Regions from separate parts of the Mus musculus genome. Here all the other regions are linked to region 2. The links are chromatin contacts, called in public HiCAR-type and promoter capture Hi-C maps. All regions are on one chromosome and are shown on one strand. The core of a region is the stretch at or near the end of the contact, and the rest is flanking DNA. Distances in the headings are between cores, read along the strand shown. Region 1 holds the start of Zbtb14 (zinc finger and BTB domain containing 14). Region 2 holds the start of Tgif1 (TGFB-induced factor homeobox 1). Region 3 holds the start of A730049N16Rik (a long non-coding RNA gene).

The links. Promoter capture Hi-C pulls out the DNA fragments that hold promoters and counts their contacts. HiCAR-type assays count read pairs that join an accessible place to other places.
Region 1: a contact with region 2 is called in a promoter capture Hi-C map of embryonic stem cells, with 3 times the contacts expected there. The contact joins the promoter of Zbtb14 here to the promoter of Tgif1 in region 2. A contact is called at or near these places in 5 of 39 promoter capture datasets (embryonic stem cells, hippocampal neurons, liver and 1 more), 1 of 484 Hi-C or Micro-C datasets (liver), 6 of 115 datasets of contacts at active chromatin or transcription factors (astrocytes, embryonic forebrain, large pre-B cells and 3 more) and 1 of 9 other capture datasets (liver).
Region 3: a HiCAR-type map of astrocytes shows a contact between it and region 2, with 4 times the contacts expected there. The contact joins the promoter of A730049N16Rik here to the promoter of Tgif1 in region 2. A contact is called at or near these places in 3 of 39 promoter capture datasets (embryonic stem cells, hippocampal neurons and liver) and 2 of 115 datasets of contacts at active chromatin or transcription factors (astrocytes and embryonic forebrain).

The regions. Positions count from the first base shown.
Region 1 is chr17:69,382,487-69,385,186 of GRCm38.p6, forward strand. Zbtb14 (zinc finger and BTB domain containing 14) reads left to right here and starts at 1,318. Exons shown (of 3, transcript NM_009547.3): 1 at 1,318-1,739. It overlaps Gm49894 (transcription initiation factor TFIID subunit 4-like), which reads right to left and starts at 1,695. Exons shown (of 3, transcript XM_030250167.1): 1 at 1,614-1,695; 2 at 690-1,525. The coding sequence starts at 1,695.
Region 2 is chr17:70,849,831-70,852,530 of GRCm38.p6, forward strand. Tgif1 (TGFB-induced factor homeobox 1) reads right to left here and starts at 1,380. Exons shown (of 3, transcript NM_009372.3): 1 at 1,042-1,380. The coding sequence starts at 1,057.
Region 3 is chr17:69,474,564-69,477,263 of GRCm38.p6, forward strand. A730049N16Rik (a long non-coding RNA gene) reads right to left here and starts at 1,351. Exons shown (of 2, transcript XR_876920.3): 1 at 402-1,351. All of the region lies in intron 1 of Akain1 (A kinase (PRKA) anchor inhibitor 1), which reads left to right.

The DNA.
Region 1 (2,700 bases), core at 68-2,567, 1.5 Mb before region 2:
GGTCGAGACGGTACAGGGGAGACAGACGGTGCACCGGGACACCTGCCCAAAAGCCAGGCCGAGCTCAGCGCCCGAACCGTGCGCGCCCAGGGGCAGACATGGCCCACGCACATGCACACGCACACGCACGGGAGCGCAGGCTCCCCGCGTTCCCGACGCAGTGCCGAGGCCGGGCGCCGGCGGGAGCCCTGGAGTCGGGAGCTCCAGGAGGGGGCGGGTGCTCGAGAAAGGAGCTCGTGCATTCGCTCCCCTGGCCGGCAGAAGCCCCGCCCCGACCCCGCCCACCCCCTTCTCCCGCGCGCGGGCTCCGCGCGCCCCTTGCCGCGCGCGTGCGCGCGCGTGCGCAGGCCAGGGCTCTCCGCGGGCGGCCCCGTAGACCCAGGGAAAGCAACCACCCGTCAGGTCCCAGATTAACCCTTTCCTCGCTCGCTCACGAGGGAGGCCCCAGCCAGTTCCGTGCCTGCGCAAGCGGCGGCGCGCCTTCTCTCCCCCCCACTACCCCGGAGCCCGCACCGCGCATGCACGGGGAGGGGGGTGGTGGGGGTGTTCGCGGCGGGTTGGCTAGTGTGTGCTCGTGCAGGAGGAGGGCTGCCACCACCAGGGACGTGCACGATTCCCCCCCTACCCCACCCCCTCCCCAAACTCAGAAAAAAAAAAATTAAAAAAAAATCCAAAACACTGCCACCCACCGTGCCCCCGCGTCCATCCCGTCCCTGGCTTGCGCGCTGCCGAGCGAGGGAGCCCACAGCGACAGCGAGCGTCTGTAGCGGTGCCAAGCTGCAGGTAAGCGCGGGCCGGGTGCTGGAAGGGCCGGGGACGGGCGCGGGGACGCGGGGGCAGCCGGCGGCGGGCGCGGCCGGGGCGGCTGCGAGGAGGCGCGTTCCCGCCGAGCTCCGGGGCAGCAGCCAGCTGCAGGATGTGGCGGCGCAGCGCGGTGCGAGCGGGATCGGGGCGTGGGCCGCGGTTGGGCGTGGGGGGCCGGGCGTCCCCGGTGGCTGCGCAGGCCAGCGAGCGGGTGGGGAAGAGGCCAGGCGGCGGCCCCGCGCGCGCGCTCTCTCTCCGCGGCCGAGTTCATGGCCGCCTGGCTCTCCGCGCCGCAGTGCACCGCGGTGGGGGTGGGGACGGCCGAGCCGGGCCCGAGCGCGGCCCGCGGGGCGCCGCCCCTCGCAGCTGTGGTTTCCCCCGGAGCCGACGGGACCCCCCGCGCACGCTCCCCCGCCTGCGTCCGCCGAGCTCCGGGGAGCCGGCCGCGCGCCGCCCCCGCCCTTGGCCGCGGGAGGGCGCGGGAGGACCAGACGCGCAGGCCGCGGAGTGCGCGGGGCGCGAGCTCGGGGCTCGCGGGCGGAGCAGGGCGCGGCGCGGCGCGGGGCTGCGGAACCGGCCGCATGCCCGCTCCCGAGCTCGTCGCGCCGCCGGGGCTGCTGCGGGCCAAGGAAGAGAGCCTCGCGCCCGCGCCGCGACCTGGAGAAGTGGAGGATGGTGGAAGGGAAGGTGGCCCGTCGCTGGCGGGCACAGCTCAGGGGAGCTTTTGTTTAGGAGAGAATGCTGAGGGCTCGCTGCATCCGGCGGCTCATTGGCTGCGAAATGCGAATGTGGGCTCCCCACGCGCGGACTGCGCCCCATGTCTTTCGCGGGGCCCCGGATTCCCCACTCCCAAGTTGTGCGGTCGCAACAGGGAAGTGGTGTGGCCGCCATTGTCGCAGCTGCTCCGGAATAAGGAGGCGGCTGCGGCTGCTTATGTAAGTTTGCTTTGGGAAAGCCTGGCTCTGTGCTCGGTGAGGACGCCTTAACGCTCCCGCGATTTGGGGAGCTGCTAGCAAGGAGCTGCTTTATAGTATTATAGGTGTTGGGCTATGTCTTGTCCTACACCTACTTACACACATACTGGCAATGGTTATCTTCAGGTTTGACTCATTTGAACTTAGCAATGGGAACATCTCTATAGGGGGAAAAAAAAACCGAGCCGATTGCCCTGTGACCTCCTTTGAAAAAGAATTACACACTCACCAGAATCGAGAAGGCGTACGCACGCTGATATGTTGCCATAGCTACCATAGGGCCACTCTTCTCCCAAGTCCATGACCTCAGAAGTGCCACGGAGGGAATTTCTGCAGGGAATGCCTTCCCTTAGGCTGACTGCCGGCCCAGGGTGCATCTAGAACCCAGGAAGGCTGAGGTGAAGACTGGAGGGAGCATCCTTAGAAACTATCTTACCAGCCCTCACTCCGTGCACATGGGAAAGCCTGCTAACTCAGAGCCCTGTGATTCCTATAGTATGAACTTGTTATGGGTTCTCAGGATGTCGACCCTTTGGTGGAATCTCGGACAAAGTCATTGTGTAGGACTGTATTGTAACACGGCCACCTGCTTCTACTGCACTTGTGGGATTGGTGGTCAGTAGAGGAAATTTTTGTTCTTCAAAGCCTGTTGGGCTGCAGGATGTGGAGTTCTTTGGGTGAGAGTTAAGAACGAAAGAAAATTCTTTGAACCTGCATCCGGGGATGGAGGGAGAAAAATGTAAGATTTCTCCATGGCAGTCTTGGAGACAAGTTTGTAATTGTGTAGTAGACAAAGTGGCATGCTTATTTCTCCACTCTTTAGCTGTTGGGTATGTGTGTTCCTGCAGCCGTCCGATATTCAAACATGCATCTAGATGTCTATAGTTCTTAAAGGAAAATGTGCACCCAACAGGAAGTGGTG
Region 2 (2,700 bases), core at 130-2,629:
GAGGAAGCTCCCGGGCATGCGCACCAGCGCCCCCTTCCCCCCGCCCGCTTCTCCAAGCGATTAACTTCTGTTTTGAACCACTCCACATAAATCACAACAAAAAAAGCCAACTCCAGTCCACGACTGGAACACTCGAGGGACCTCCCAGTCAGGGACTCCAAAGTTAGCTTCAAAAGGGACTTCACAGTCTTTGACCTTTTGGGTTTTTTTTTTCCCCCCTTCCTCCCCAGTGTGTTTTGTTTTTAAACCAGACTGACGGCAAGTTTTAGTTGTAAAGCTTTGGTGGAAACAATGACAGCCTCGCTTTTTGCACTTACAACCAAGCCTGCTTGTCACACTTGGACAGTTTTCGACTGCATGGTACTTGTGTTCTAACAGCACACGCGGTCCTAAATTCATCGTGGGAAAACTTTCAGAAACTAGTAAAAATTTTAAAGTCCATCTTTCCAAAGCTATGCTCGCCCTAGGGCGATATGTGTGGGGGTCCCGGATCACATTCCTTTGATAGTGAAAAACACATCTCTTTAAAAAAAAAAAAAAAAAAAACATTGCCAGGATCCGGCGAGGAGTGAGAGAACACCCGGAACTACAAACTTTTAGACAAAAGGTAAGGCGACTGGAATTCGCCAAGGACCCCCCACAGGGAAAAGCGAGGTGCCAGGGTCTCCTAGAACATCAACCGCAAAGCCCTGCCCCAGAAACGGCACTAGAAACCACGCGGCGCCTGGGCCGAGCATGGGGTGTCAGGAAGACAATGAAACTTGGAGGCGTACAAACAAGGCGCTGAGCGTGGTTCTTGACAACGTGCCAACAGCGTGGCGCGGCTCAGCCTCCCCACAACAGCCCCTCGGGTTGTGTCTAGAAGGAAAAGAACACCAACTGCCATCAGAGACACAGCCTCAACAAAGAGAACAGCCACCAATCCAGCCGGGGAGCCACTGGTCCGAAAAGTCCCATCAAGTCAGTGTTCTCCCGATCCGGCGCGGCCCGCACATGTCCCGCACTGGTGCCCCGGGCGCTCACAGCCCGCCGCCACCTTACCCTTCTTGCTTTTCATTCTGGAACTCGAGTCCCAGTGAGAGGTGAAGCTGGGGTTTCTAGGAGCCAGCAGCCGTGGAGTGGCGGGAGGGTAGTCGATGATCCTCCTCCTATACTAGTGCTCCGGTAACTTACAAGAGAGTGTTCCAACCACTATTGCTAAACAAGGTGCTCCGGTCTCAGGCGCTGGCTTCTGGGTTGGAATTCAAGTGACACTTGGGCTTCCTCCAGTCGGGATCTTCTGGCAGCCAGCCGGGGGTTCTCCCTGGCCCAATTCCCTCCCTCCCTACTCAGCTCCTTTGTTTCCCGCTCCACTCGGCGCACCTCGGCGCTGTCAGAGTGAGAGAGCAGAGGGAAGGTACAGGAGGTCCTGCCTCCGCCCCCAACCGCCCGCCCCGTCCCCCGCCCGCCCCGCCGCGCTCCTCTGCCCCTCCCCCGCACCTTCCAGCTCCACAACCCTGGGCCTGGGGGCCGAGATCACCCGTCCCTCTACGCGCTGGCGGAACCCAGAAGCAGGGTCATGCCTGCCTGCCCGTGGCGAGAGCACCATCTCCATCCCTCAGCTCTCAGCGGCCACACTGGTTTCTCTTTTGGGGCCTTTCCTCCCCGGGCTAGCGAAGAGTGCATTTAGTTTGTAAAGGATGGAGAGAGGTTTAAGGACATCTCCTCTGTCCACCCCAGAGAAGAAAAGACACCCCCATCCTTGTTTTTGACAGCTGCCCCAAACTTCACTGTCTCTGCTCCAGCCGCCGGAGGCAGCAGCTTCTGATTCAAGGGGTGGGGCACCGAAGGAAAAGTATTCCAGACAAGAATCAACTTCTTCCAGAAGGCGCAGCTGCCATTGACACGCGGGCGCGGCACAGCGCACCCTCCTCCTCGTGGACTCTTCTGCCAACAGCGACAGTGGGGGTGGGGGGAGGCAGACATAGTCACCGTGGGCAAATGTCTATTCCCCCGGGCTAAAGCTCTGAGTTCCGGATTGGATTGCAAGGCAGTTTCGAAATCTAACACGTTGCGAATAGACACTTGTCATGCTCACATGCTCTTTAAACGTCTGGGCTAGGGGGACGGCCAGAGCGCGCGTGTGCCCCACTGCGACTCCCCCACCCCCACGCGCCTTTTTAAAAAGATGGGGGACTACGCCGGGACTGCTCATCTGTTTCAGTAAACAGTGTCTACTTTGTGTGCTAATATCCCACCAGAGGACACCCTTCAGTATTTCAAACAGAAACTAGCCATTAAATAAACACTCATTCCTATTGGTTTATTTTGCTTGAGAGGGGAGCTCCAAAGAGTTGAACGAAGAATCGAGAATCGTCCCCTCCCCAAATACAAGCCAGATGCTGTTATGGCTGACTTCGAGACGCGCACGCCCGCACTTCTGGGTCTAGTTTTCACCTATGCCCGGTTGTTTAAAAAAAAAAAAAAAAAAAAAAAAAAAAAAAGCAAAGAAAAGCAACTGTCACATGTCACAGAAGACTTTCCCCATAGAGGGGGGGAAAAACCCCAAACGTAAATAAGCTGAGCAGCGACGTCACCGCCGGTGTCTGTCTCCAGTTTCGGCTTTGTGGCTGTTCTGGTTTTGTGACCTCGGTGGAGATCCGGCAGGAGGAGACAGACCCGTAAAAACAAGGTTAAAGCCGAGCCACAGTAAGGCGGCCA
Region 3 (2,700 bases), core at 101-2,600, 1.4 Mb before region 2:
TTTCAAGTACTATGTATCCAAGTACTTCCAAGTACTATGTATCCAAGTACTTCCAAGTACTGTGTATCCAAGTACTTCCAAGTACTGTGTATCCAAGTACTTCCAAGTACTGTGTATCTAACTTTCTAATATATAAGCCCAAGGAGGGGGGGGAGTATTTCATTCAAACCAGCACGCCATGTTTGTGTTATGAATTTCCATAGCTGGAATACAGCTTCTCCTGAATATTTTCATGCATGAGTTTTCACTATCTAAATTCATCTAAGCGTGACTGAATCCATATCCTGTTTCATTAGCATATAAGGAGAACACATGAGATATTTTGACATTATAAAAGGATTGTCTCCAAGTGTTCGGAACCTACTTGTTCAAAGAAATGGCATACATCTTCCTCTACTTACCCTTCTGGCTACTTTTCCTTCGGAGACCATGAGTGACCTGTGAGAGCTGATTGGTTAAACTGATCTAGAACCATACTTTGCGATGGCTAGTCATTTCCGGGTCTTTGACTCTTCCCGTAGCAGAAGATGTTGTCTGTATGAGAGGGTGCTTTTAAAGAGTTCGTTTAAAATCTTTCATACTATTTATACTTACACTGATTTCTCCCACTGTCCCGGTGGGTGAGAAGAGCCAGTAACTGGTTAATATTGCCTAGGAGATCAAAATATTTTGTTAAGTATTTAGATCTTCAGCATTGTGCTCAAGTAATTAAAATCTTTGAGCAGGAAGTCTCTGGTTTGCTTCCGAACTCCAAGCAGGACCTGTAAGTCCATTTTTTAAGTAAATGGGCTAGCAAGCACGGTCCTTGGAGCAGTTTAAGTGGGTTTGGTAAATCAGAAACAGGGGTCAGGACTCTCAGCTCAGCCCTGGGCTTGGGGTTGGGGTGGAGTGGGGTCTTCGTGGCTTCGGCAACTCCAGCTGCAGCCGGCAGGGGGCGGCAGAGGCTGCGTGAGCGGAGGTGGGGCGGCGCTGTCTGGCTGCACAGTCCACCCAGGTTTCTATTCCAGTTATGTCCGGTTGCCCCGGAGCGAGGCCACTCCGTGTCTGGCTTTTTTGCCCACCCGAACCTCGCTCCACCGTCCATCCTCCGGGCCGGGTACCATGCTCTTCAGTGTGTGCTTAAGGCTCTGCAGGGACGGTTGCCGGGAGCCATCTGCCTTCAACTGCCCCAATCCTGCAGATTCAGACAAGGGGCAGGAAGTTTTATCTCGCCCAAAGCATTGCAAGCTGAGCTGCTGGACAGATAGAAAGCCACATCCCCGTGGCTCGCCGGGAAAGTAGAAGTTGGAAGGAATGGTGTGAAAGGGAGAAACCCAGATTTCTGCTAAACTCCGTTAGAAGCCTTGTACTCAGGAGTTTTGGGAGCTCTCTGGACTCATAACCCACTTTTGGTTGAGTTTCTCGATCTCCGCATGCTCAGAAAATGCAACATTTAAACACCTCTGGCATAACACTTTCATGAACACTTGCCCTGCTCCAGCTCCTTTCAGTGCAAAATTTGTTCTCTCTCTTAAGTCTTCCCTTCAAACCGCCACCCAAACTCCGTGATTCCTTCTCAGAACATTTCCTCCCTTTATAACAGTTGCTTTTTGTGTCCTTTTCTTCTAAGATTTCATTCGTGTTTGGACAGGGAAGACGGTTCAGTGGATAAAGTACTTGCCCCCTACACTTAAAGACTGGAGTTCCGATACTCAGGACCTACCTAAAAGCCACATATGTGACAGGAGCACCTCCTGGGAGATGGGACCAGAGACGAGAGGATTCCCAGAAGGGGAGTGGGATGGTTTGTCAGGGGGAATGTAGGGGTGGACAAGATACTTCCTCAGTATAGAAGGGAAGGACAGACCCCTCTCTGACCTCCACCCTCACCAGAGTCCACTCAAGTGAGTGCTTGCACAATGCTCTGCCATCAGACACCCAACACATTTAGAAATAACAAAAATAAAGAACTTATTGTTTTTTTTTTAGAGAAATTTTAGGTGCACAACAAAATCAGAAGCACACAGATATCTTATGTGCCCTCTGCCCTTGCACATGTACAAACTCCCATAGTTACAACACTCCAGACAATGGCTCATGAATCGGTACACATAGAAAGGCATTTCCCTCGTATCATGAGCCGCTTTGGGTTTGGGTAAATGAACTATGAGAAATAATACATTCCTATTATTTCTATAGGAGCAGTTTCACTTTCTGAAACATCGTCTGTGCTCCAAGTTTATAATGAACATAGATATAAAATTGACCTAGAAAAGATTATGTGGAGTGTGAGTTGGTCAATAGTCTGTGTGGCTCTGACCCGTTGACCCATCTCCCCTACCTGGGGCATCAAGTCTCTATAGGATTAGGTGTACCCTCTCCCACTGAGGTTGGAAAAGGCAGCCTTCTGCTACATATGTGCTGGGGGCCTCAGACCAGCCTATGCATGCTCTTTGGTTGATGGCTTAGTCTCTGGGAGCTCTCAGGGGTCTGTGTTAGTGAGTCTGTTGTTCTTCCTGTGGGGTTGCCATCCCTTCAGTTCCTTCAGTCCTTCCCCTAACTCTTCCATAGGGGTCATTGACCTCATTCCAATGGTTGGCTGTAAGGATCTGCAGCTGTCTCAATCAGCTGCTGGTAGAGCCTCTCTGAGGACAGCCATAGCAGACTCCTGTCTGTGAGCACAGCATAGCATCAGTAATAGTGTCAGGGTTTGGTGCCTGT